Linked DNA regions of Hordeum vulgare: region 1 is linked to region 2. A link is a contact called in public Hi-C data. All regions are on one chromosome and are shown on one strand. The core of a region is the stretch at or near the end of the contact, and the rest is flanking DNA. Distances in the headings are between cores, read along the strand shown.

Region 1 (5,700 bases), core at 1,635-4,134, 130 kb before region 2:
AATCTCGCAGTTAATTATGATAATTTTTAGATGTATTTTTTTACTGATCGTACAATAATTTTTATGCAATGGAACCATTCTTCTTGATGCATCGAAGCATCATTTTGGGAATGATGTCAAATCCCATTTTTATGAGGAAATAATTTAGAAAAGTACAATTATTTGTCACAATCATATTCAGCAACTATTTATGATATTTTTAAGATGTGTTTCTCTGTGGATGGCAACATGATTGCATACCACAGAAGCATTCTTCCGGTGCACGGAAGCATCATTTCCTTGTGTATATAATAGGAACAAACTCTCTATAGATGTAAGGAAGCACCCTTTTGTAGTTTGATGGAACATAGTAATAGAAAAAATAACAGTTCGGAAGCAAAAGAAGCACAACGAATTAAAACAAAACCACTGGTATGAACAAAAAATTACAACTCTTCTATTTGATAAACATGGAATAATATTACAATGACACTACTTCGGTTTTCACCCAATCGTCGTCGCACTAAATGGGCTCATCAATAAAAACACTATACACACCATAAGCTCCCTCTCGCAAACACAATAGTCGTTGGTGAATAGCAGTGTGAGGTCCCGTTCACCATGCTCTACGTCAACATAGCCTCATTGGCATTGTGTAGAAACAAGAAGCATGCCTGAAGTCGGGTGTCTAAAAGTATCGATAAGCAGACAATATTCAGAAGCAAGAAAGCCTGCATTTACAATGGAATGTATTTTGATAACAAAAACGTTAGTACAACAAAATCTACAAGAAACTATGGCTCGAAGTGGTTGAAACACTCATAGTTCCAGAGAATATGTATGTACAATAAGAAACATAGAATGACAGTGGTCGATGCAAAATCTCACCATAACAGATATACAGGTGTTAATAAACCATGAAGCGTAGTTGCATGCAGTGGGTATGTGAACAACAATCTTAGCCTTATTGTCAAAAACATAGGATTATCCATGATGATAATTAATGGAAGCCGATACTCACAGCGGTTGCCGTCGAAATTGGAAACCATAAAAATATATGCAAGAAATAATGAAATATTGTGGAAAATATTTGAAATAGATGAGAAGACAAGGAAATGTGCAAGAAATAAAACAAGCACACATTGATAGTGGTAGAAGCGCAATTTAATTACCAGCAAAATAAACACTTGAACCATAAAAACATGTCAGGTAAGGAAGATATCACTGCAAGCAACAAAACATCTATTCAACAGAAGCATACATAGAAACCAACGGAAGCAAGGCCGTTGGAATAAAAAAGCGAGAAAGAATGAAACATGCTTGGTAGTGGTCGAAGAAAATTTATGAAGCTAAACAAATATAAGATTGGATGGTACCATGCTGCAACTTTAGGACACACACAATGCAGATATGTATGACTGAGTATTCGACATTGGAAAAAAGATGGAAGCAAACTACATAAACAAAAGAAGATAGATTCAGAAGCTCGCTGAAAGCATGAAATATGTACAGTATATGAATCTGGCTTCTCTTTTGAGGTATAGAATATCGAACATAGAAACGAACTAAGTTTGCGGCAACATAGGGATGCATGTTTGGTGTCACCTACATACAAATTTCAGTGAGGTTTGTCTATCTATGGAAGCATACTCTCCCACGAAGTAGCATATGTATTATAATTTAAAATCACCATGGATAAGAAGCATGAAGATACTATGTTCAGAACATAATTCGTGTTAACTGGAAGCATGATTATGACAGAGCCCAGGGCGGCGAGGGGGCATGAGAGATCAAGAAACCGCGTCACTTGTTGGCTGCATTGTCTGCTAAAACAAGATTATTAACAAAGTGAGGGCCCTGATGCAACCAATTAGTCAAGTAACATTGTTTCACAAGAATAAACATAATCTGAGGATGATAGAATCGTTCCAAATAAGAGTATTCATTGCTTACAGTAAAATTGACAAGAAACTAGATGCAAGGCGTAGTTTCCTATCATTAGTTGCGTGAGTTCCCGCACCGTCAACACGGAGAAGAACGGCTGCACGATGCAACCCGCAATTGCAATCACGTACAAGTCGCTATGCAGTTTCCTCGGTGCCTGATGTACCTGCCACCCGCGCATGTCGCCGCTAGTCAGCCTCCCCGACCATGTTTGCTTGCCGCATGGTAGTGGAGGGCGTCGTGACCACATATGTGCGCGACGGTACGATGAGAGAAGGAGGAGCAGGGGAGCGGAACTGGCTGGTGAGCTCTCTGTGCTGCTCGACGAGGACGAAGAGGAGAGTAGGAGATGCAGGTGGCGAAGCAGGGGAAAGGGGATCTGGCGAGGACCGAGAGGTGAGCTCAGGATGGAGGAAAATATGTGTCCCGATTGGAATCTGGGGTACGCGCGGAAGTTACGGGGTGATTTAATTTATTTCATTATTTACAAAAGCAAGACTACTCCCTAGCATCAGATTTGAAGAAGATCAACGACGTTCGACTGGTCTGACGTTGAAATCTTACCAGACTATGATACAAAGAGTTTCCCATTATGATTTGCATACGGAGAAAGAACAGAAATACTTCGCCCCAATCCCTCACGAGCCATGCTACACATACATAACTCTACATAGGTTTTACAAACAGGCGGATTTTGATTGGAGATTAAGGGAGATGAGGGCCTCACCCTCTTAAAAATCAGGGGATGAGTGGTTAGTTAGGAAGAAACAATCCTAATCAGCGTGTAACTTTATGTAACTCTTTGTATGTTTAGCATTTTTGAATCCCTCACAAATATTTGACGTACGCATCAGCTTTGGTGCAGGCAGTTCCAGACCCCACTTACCAGTGCCACGAACCCTCCAGATCCCAACGGTCGAGTGCCCGCCCAGACACCACAACGGTCACTTCCACTGATCTCCTCCATTTCCCACCCATTTCCCTCCCTTCCTCCGATCACCACGCTCTCCATTCCCTCTGCTCCTTCTCAACTCCAAGCACTTCCTCGAGCCCTGAGCCAAGATGAACAGCAAGGCCGAGGCAGACGCCGGCGGCGACAACGGCAACCCATCCACCGCGGTGATGGTGGTGGAGCGCGTGGTGACGGTGGAGTACCTGGAGCAGTCAATGTCGCGGGGCCTCCTCGGCAAGTTCCCCGACTCCTCCGCCTACGACTTCGACTACTGCCAGAGCGGCATCTGGTCCCCGATCAACAAGATCCCGAGCGAGTCGCCGGCCTCCGGCGGAGCCGGTTCCAGGGACTTCCTCATCGCCAAGCTGAGGCGCCGGGCGAGGGCCGGGAGCAGGCTCAAGGACGCTGCCGCCGGAGGCGGCGGCAGGTCGAGGTGGCGGCGCCGGCGGCTGCGGCGGGACGGCTCGTTCCTCGACCTCCACGAGACGGGCAGGGCGAAGAAGCTGGATTTGTCGCCGCCGCTGCCATCGCCCGCCCCCACCAAGGTAGTTCCCTGCACATGAACCCCTCCGAGCTTGAGCTCGCTCTCCGAATCTTCCATTGGGTTACGAGGTTTCTGTTGGCTTGGGTTGTTCAGGAGGGGTGGAGGAGGGTGCTCACAGCGGCCATCAGGAAGTTCAAGGCGCGGCACCGCCGGTCCCGGCCGGCTCCCCTGCTCCAGACGATGCTTCCAATGCTCTGAATCCACCCATCGATTGATCGATCGCGCCCGCAACTTCCTTGTTCTTATGTTTGATTATTGATGAGTTCGAGCGTGTTTGTAAGTTGCCTGTCATGTGTAGTAGTAAACTATCGCCAGTTTCTCTATTCAGTGTGCGTCCTATTTTTCCGTCAGTTAGTTTCAGTTTGCAACCGATCATCAGGTTTCTGATGGAATCGTAACGAACCTGAATCCGAGTCGAAATCCACCCTGCAATTCCGTTACAAATAGCCCGCGGGAATCGCAACTAAAACAAACAAAACGCGCCGGATCACCCGACAGTTTCAACTTTCAACCGGGGCTCTGAAGATGGCTTCCAAGATCGCCGCCACGGCGGCCAAGGTGCCAGCCAAGGCGAAGGGGCACTGCATCTGCTCGCCAACCGAGCACCCTGGCTCCTTCCGGTGCAGGCTCCACCGCGCCGGCGGTATGCCCAGGTCGGTCTCGTGCCAGCAGTTCGCTGACCCCCACACGGCGAGCTCCCCGCTGCTCTCCTCGGGCCACATGCCGAGGTCGACATCGCAGCAGCAGTTCGCGCGTCCTTCCGGCTCCGGCATTCTGAGATCGGCGTCCCAGCAGCAGCTCCCGTGCTCCGCCGGTGTGCCAAGATCGGTATCGTGGCAAGATTTTGCTCAGGAAAACTGATCAAACCTCCTGAACCAACCAGGCTGTTCTATTTTCATAGCTTAAGTTCAGAAACTACCGATGTAACTTTCTTGTTCAGAAACTACCGATGCTTCAATTTTAGAGACAATGGAATAAATTAATGCTTAGATGCACACACAAAAATCTCATAAAAGAACCTGAACAACAGGATGGTTCTTTTCTTTGCGGCTAACAGCGGTGATTCCCGACAGAAATAACTACAAAGCTCTCATCAAATACTCTACTACTGGAAAAACTAGTGCTAGGAAGACTACATCTCATCTATCTCACACTCTCCATCAAGACACTTAGCAATAGCAGCTGCCCCTAACAGTGTACTGCAGACTTATCAATGCACATCCACCGTGCGCGCCCTTGCAAATGAATGAAGCTGTCATCCTTTCTCTGACGAAGAAACAAGGCCAGAATTAGTTCAGGCCTCGCTGTGTTGCAAAATATGTTGGAAAAACATTAACAAAAACTACTGACAGATATTTCAACAATCAGACTATAAACACTTGCCTGATCAATCATCATCATTTCATTTTTTATTTGCGGGACTCCACCAGTATGTAAACTGGCTTTCCATCGAGCTTGTAGAAATCCTGCAGAATACACAAAGTTACTCCCTCCATTCCAAAATAAATATCATGGTATTAAATACATTTGCCACTCTTAGAAATATGTATTTTCCATGTGTTAAATATTTGATTGATGTCTATATTCTTGATGCGATGATAAAATCAACGAAAAGCTTCCATTGTCGGGGGAAAATGTATGCATGTAGTGTTTCTATTTGTGGTATATTTTCCAAACTCAAGCTTCCATTTTTTCTCACAATCCCTGATATGTTCAATTTACAGCAAGTATGTTCATAGAGGAGAACATATAAGCCTAGGTTGATGTGTTCCTGTAAGTAAAATAGGGAAGTCCTAGTAGGGTTTGCAAATTAGGATTCTTCTAGATAAGTTGGTCACAGGTAAGTTTAGTAACCTGTCAGCTCAGTGCTTATTTTGTTCATTGCTTTCTCAATTCATCTGTCCAAGTCGCATAGTAGTGCAATACTTGTAGTAGTAAATTTGTTAGCTAGGGTTGTTTCACCTTAGCCCTTGCGTACCTTAAACTTGGGGAGTCCAATGAGGCATGCACACTCAACAACATCAGCTGCGGCACGTTCTGGAATGCAAATAATTGCACCAATCATGAAAAGATTAGTCAAAAGACATTTTCATGTTGTTAGCTCATGATATATTCATATGATTGAGCGAGACATGTAATTAGAACTCCTCGTTTTCTCTGTGACGTGAATGCTCGATACTTATCTACTCCCTCCGTCCCGGTCTATAAGTCATTAGCGTAGTTCTAGGTCACCGATTTAAGGAATTAAATATGTGTTATATGTCATGAAAAGTATATCACT
Region 2 (5,866 bases), core at 2,431-4,930:
TGTGCATACATGATTCAGCAACATACGTAGATGACAAGAGAACAACCGCGGTGGATTATCTTTTGCCGGCCCTGCTTCTGCTGTACGACGCCAAGCTGCTCCGCGGCCGCGCGCTACAGATACTTCCTTGCGAGAGCCCTCACCTTGGTGTCGAAATGAGACGATGCGATGCGAGAGCCAGGCAGATACAGCGGGTTGAGGAATATCTGCAGCAAAACACACACGAAATTTGTATGAAAACTTTATCATTTATCATATCAAGACCCTGACTGATATTACATGTAAGATCTTCTAGAACGAGGCTGCAGGCACTTGTCACGATTTATTATGGAAACGGGGCACAATTCCGCATCAGCGAGTAACCTTGCATGCCTTTTTTTTTAGGGAAAGTAGCTTTGCAATGTATGGGATTCATAAGCAAGCCATGCGGTTTTGACCCATATCGTCCACCCATCGGTTTCCTATTTACAGGGTAGACAAGCGCCATCACCTTGACACAGACGGAGCATCTTGATAAAAGCATAGCAAAAGACAATAGACCGATGCCGCCAGAAATTGTCTTCACCACAAAAATGGATACTCAGTGGCCTTACTGTTCGGTGCGCATGATTTGACAATTGACGTCTGTGTACACTTAATCGAGCATTTAAAGCAAACTAAAATGCGCCAAGAGGATTCTCCAGATCGTAATGGACCGATAGACAATCGTCTTACCTTGATGTAAAGTTCATGGACCTCTTGAAAAAAGCTTTTTATTCCATCCTCGCTGCGTGAATCGTGGAGCAGCATGAATCTAGTATGACCGGCGGTTACATAAACAGACACCACAAGATCATTAAATCTATCAACCGACCTCAGGAACCTGGCAAAATAACATACAGTACAATGCAGAGAAAGGGTCAGATGAGGGAAACAATATAATAGTTATATAAGAAGACTATTCTTGGGCTGTGGTATTATTGGATAGTGTCATAGAGAAAAAACACACAGTTTTTTTTGGGTGTATCCTACACAACAAAATTAACCAACCAATAGAATCTCACATTGCATTTGTGGTCCATGCTAGGTCCTGAACAACATCTAACGCAGCATGTAGGATGAACTGATGGTGATAAGCCAGATCTTCTTTCTGAAAGGGAAAATAAATTCCAGAAGATTAGACATGCAATTTAGTAGTAATTCAATATGACTACACCACAAAAGACAGATCCCAGTCACCCCCATGTCAAGAAGGTTCTAACGTATACTTGCATATCAATGAACACTACTATTACATAGAAGTTCTTAAATTTCCTGGGAACAAATGAAATTATGAAACCTAACCAGGAGGCATCAAGCATAAATAAATACAGGAAATCATGTGTACAGGGGCAAAGATACAACATGCAACACTTTTTTTAACTCAGAGAGAAGAATCTAACAGCACCCTGTTAATTGTTATTTCCTACTCCCTCCAATCCACGACACTTATTTCGGATCAGAGGGAGTACATATTTTCGCTATATTTGATATAATATTTAAGAGCATCATCCAACATAACTTATGTTTATCTACTAAATATTTTCATTTTTTTACATCCGAATATTTTTACCAAACAAATAGCTAAATGCAATAGATGGAAAGAAGATGGAGTGCGGGACACATACCTTTGGTGCGGATCCAACTTCTGCTTCATATATTGGGATGTCGTTCTTACTTACAATCACGAAACATGCTGTACTTGCCATTTCCAGCAACAGATTTGTTCCACTCTGACAGCAATCTTCAGATGTTGTAAACAAAATATTAGTTTTACAAAATATTAGTAAGTAAGTTTGATGGTTAGGCAGAAATACAGTTGAGCATAGAAACTAATCATCGGCAAAAATCCAACGCACCATTATCCTAGCTCAAGGAGCATTTATACACCCAAAACTAATAATGAACATGTTATCAGCATCTAGCCAAGCCAGATAGGATTACATTTTCCCCCTCTATGGCTCTATCCAAGTGCAAATTTGTTGTTAATCTATCTTTAAGGCTGTAACTGATTACTGATGTGCATGCCTTCTGTTGCTTTTACTAAGAGACTTTAACTGCAACTGGATATCATCTCACTTCTGTAGGCTAACACATTTTAGTTATGGCTCTGTTGCTGTTAAGACTCAAGCTGTGTCTGTACCGAAAACTCTGTAAACTTGTGCTTCTACTAGAAATAGGTTTTTTTGTGTGTTAAAATCATGGTTCAATGGAATAACTCCCGATTGCTCAGATTGTAGAGATTGGAGCATGTGTGAAAAACTGACATGAAAAGGTGCACATTCATAGGTTTTATCTAGTTTTATTAGCAAAATTTCAACATTTGTTTTAGAAACAGAGGGCATCTCCCAGTTCCAGTAACATGAAACCATGACTCATATAGCAAAATTTCAACAATTGCTCATAAAAATCTTAACAGCTACAACTTATCCTCCGCAAGTATGGGTGAATTTGTGACTTAAGTTGATACTATGGTTAAACCAAGTCTTGTTGAAGAAATTCTAGGCATCTCACTAGATGTTTATAGCAATCTGTGGCAAGAAATGCCAGCTTGTGTGCATGCCTTCTGTTGCTTTGTACTAAGAGACTTTAACTGCAACCAAATATCATCTCACTTCTGTGCGCTAACACATTTTAGTTATGGCCCTGTTGCTGTTAAGATGCAAGCTGTGTTTGTACCAAAAATCTATAAACTTGTGCTTTTCCTAGACATAGGTTTTTTTTGTGTGTTAAAATCGTAGTTCAGTGGAATAACGCTTAGTTGCATAATCAAAGGTTTTATCTAGTTTAATTACTAAGATTTCAACATTTTTTTAGAAATAGAGGGCATCTCCCAGTTTGATTAACATGAAACCATGAGTTGTATAGCAAAATTTCAACAATTGCTCACTGCTCATGCTCAGAGTAGAATAACAGCATAATAAAACTATAACAGCCACAACATATTCTTCTCAAGTATGGGTGAGTTTGTGACTGAAGTCAATACTATGGCCAAACCAAGTCTGGTTCAAGAAGTTCTAGGCATCTCACTACAGATGTTTACAGCAATCGGTGGCAAGAAACACCAGCTTATATTGGACTGGAGATATACTTCAAAATCAGAGGGCTCTTTCGTTGAGGCCCCAAGTGATCTAAGAATGTATCAAGCACTAAGAATCAGAGGGATTTGAAGATACTCTGATCGCAATTGTATTTAAGACCAACGCGAGACTTTTGCATATCCCAACCATTCATCAGATCTCAATATAATTCTACTCCCACTGGTCCTCACTTCTATATCAATTCCTTCTTGGCCAAGTGGCTTTGTCAAGATCCTAGGTCTAGCTAAAACTAGCGAAGCCAGTATTCAACTGGGCGTGATATGCCCTACACAATACATTTCCCTTCAGCCGATTAGACTCAGCAAGTCTTGCAACAACACTGCTGCTCCCTGTCGATTCTTTTCACAGGCTATCCGCTGCCGATTAAGCAAAGACTAAGCTGATCCATCCAAACCTAAGAAAACCCGAGATGGGGGAGAAGAAGAGTAGGAGCTGCTCACATGGAAAGGGCGGAGGGAAGACCGCAGAGTCTCCGGTCGCCGGAGCCGCCCGCCGGCGTCGTCCTGCTCGCGCCTCGGGAGAGATCAGGGGGCGAGAGATCTAAGCGCAACGAATGAGACTTCGCCCTCTTTCCCGTTCGCTAGGTACCTGCCGCCGCTGGTTGGGCCGGGCCGGGCCGGGCCGGTGCATTGGGCAGGCAGAGTCGTGGGCCTTCCTGCTCGAGCCGGTATGTTACAAACGACTGGGCCGAGGTGTCGCGGCTCTGAAATCTCCACCGGTCGTCTAGCCTGAGACCTCCGGCGAGACGCCGGCAGCAGCAGCAGCAGCGTAGAGCCGTCCGGCCGCCGTCGTATCGCCGGCGAGCTCGCTCCGACGGCGCGGGCCTGCATAGCCTCCGATAACCTGGTGAGGACTCGTGTGATGAGCTCTGTGCTTCCGAGTCCCGAGCGCTGAACTGGATCTGAAGCAGGGTAGCTCTCTCAAGTAGGGTTCCCGGAGTTGAGAGCCCCGCCTTGCGGGATGGGGAGGCTGGCCGTCGCCGCCGCGGTGGCCGCATGGGCTATCCCGATCGCCGCCTTGGTTGACTCCATCGTGCCTGACCCCTACATGGTGAGTCCTCTTGCCAGGATATGCATGTCTGATGTCACTTGATTATAGTTTGATGATGAAGTACAGTGGTACTAAGGCAATCTAGTTATCTGAAGAACTGCTAATTGGGAAACAGCGATCCCTTTTGTTTCACAACATCCTCAACCTTTAGGGTCTGAAATTGTAATGCTGCTTATACAAGTAAGATATTAGGCACAAACATTTGCATCAATATGGTAGCATTGGTTCTCATGTGGGAAAATGTCATCGTTCGCACGAAGGAATTTCCTGAGTTATAGTTTCATGGTTATATAGAAAGTTGAGTTCTACTGAAAAAAAAAATAGATTTGGCAAGCAGATGTGGGGCATAGGTAGAGCTGTAGCAAGATCTTTAGGATCCATGATTGTCTAATCTCGCTGTATTCTCATTCTGAAAATGTGTATAGCACAATATGCTTCCAAATATAACATGATAACATGTCCACTACCACTTTATTGTTTGTTTTTAGGATGAGATATTCCATGTTCCACAGGCGCAGCACTATTGCCGTGGAGATTTCTTAACATGGGATCCCATGATCACCACCCCTCCTGGCCTGTGAGCTTTGACTACTCCTTATTGTTTCAAACTCAATTTTTTTCTTGTGACGAACTGTTGTCTGCAATTTCGCAGGTACTACATTTCTTTAGCATATCTTGCTTCTCTGTTCCCTGGTGCATGGGCTATTAAGGCAGCAGAGGCATTTGACCCCCTTTGCACCACGGCACTTCTCCGGTCAACTAATGTTATAATGGCAATGGTTTGCGGTGTTCTTGTCCATGATCTGCTTCTGCGTATCAAGCCAGGAATTGGCAAGACGAAGGCAACTGCTTATGCTATTCTTGTAGCGTTGTATCCTGTTCACTGGTTCTTTACCTTTCTGTATTATACTGATGTCGCATCATTAGCTGCAGTTCTTGCGATGTACCTGTCCTGCTTGAAGAAACGCTTTTGGGTCAGTGCACTGGTGAGTGTTTGAACGCGGCTCTTTATACCTTTCAGTGAGATAAGGTTGCATTTTGCGGAGACAATAGCGTATACATTATTTGTTGATTTATTGTGCTCACAACAGTAGCTTTTTTAGCTTGCTTGAGTTACAGGAAGTTATACGTTCGTAAAATTTGTTTGTAACATACTTGATGGCGAAGGTTGTTCATAAAAAAAAAGTTCAGTACCCCACATCATTTTTTAACAACCAAACCACTCATTTCACGAATTAAAAAAAAACACTCATTTCACATTGAAGTTTTTGATATACTTCCTGCCTTTGTTAATTATTTTCGTTCCTTTTGCCTGCAGTTCGGTGCTCTCTCAATACTTTTCCGGCAGACTAATGTAATATGGATGATATTTTTTGCTGCCAATGGAGCCATTGAATATGTACAAGATCTTCCTCTTGGTGACTGCCTTTCTGATGAGAACAGTGAACTAACAGATAAGTCAAGGACAAAAGAGTCTGACAGGGATAACAAAGTCAGTGCTTTAGGTTTGAGAAGACGACGAGCTAATCACCCCATAAGTAAGAGGGGAGTTGTTTCTGGATCTACTAAATTGCACACCAGTGAGTACTCCAGCTGTTTTAATTGAGAAAATTATGTAGTATTTTTGAACTTTTACTGTAAGCTTGTAGCTTCCATTTTTAGATTCACTAGGCGGCTAGCTAATGTACTTTAAAATT

The links. Hi-C and Micro-C count contacts between places; a contact is called where the count stands out from the background.
Region 1: a contact with region 2 is called in a Hi-C map of leaf, with 4 times the contacts expected there. The contact joins the promoter of LOC123427179 here to the promoter of LOC123427176 in region 2. A contact is called at or near these places in 4 of 6 Hi-C or Micro-C datasets (leaf and seedling) and 1 of 1 datasets of contacts at active chromatin or transcription factors (embryo).

What each region holds. Positions count from the first base shown.
Region 1 is chr2H:549,512,064-549,517,763 of MorexV3_pseudomolecules_assembly, reverse strand. It overlaps LOC123427179, which reads left to right and starts at 2,884. Exons shown (of 2, transcript XM_045111159.1): 1 at 2,884-3,420; 2 at 3,513-3,742. The coding sequence starts at 2,986. The coding sequence ends at 3,617. LOC123427177 (adenine phosphoribosyltransferase 2-like) reads right to left here. Exons shown (of 7, transcript XM_045111158.1): 5 at 5,398-5,456; 6 at 4,803-4,885; 7 at 4,378-4,723. The coding sequence ends at 4,829.
Region 2 is chr2H:549,377,987-549,383,852 of MorexV3_pseudomolecules_assembly, reverse strand. It overlaps LOC123427176 (trafficking protein particle complex subunit 2-like), which reads right to left and starts at 3,680. Exons shown (of 5, transcript XM_045111156.1): 1 at 3,560-3,680; 2 at 1,647-1,762; 3 at 1,044-1,129; 4 at 715-862; 5 at 1-206. The coding sequence starts at 1,727. The coding sequence ends at 114. It overlaps LOC123427175 (dol-P-Glc:Glc(2)Man(9)GlcNAc(2)-PP-Dol alpha-1,2-glucosyltransferase), which reads left to right and starts at 3,819. Exons shown (of 9, transcript XM_045111154.1): 1 at 3,819-3,965; 2 at 4,030-4,169; 3 at 4,658-4,746; 4 at 4,822-5,155; 5 at 5,488-5,749. The coding sequence starts at 4,080.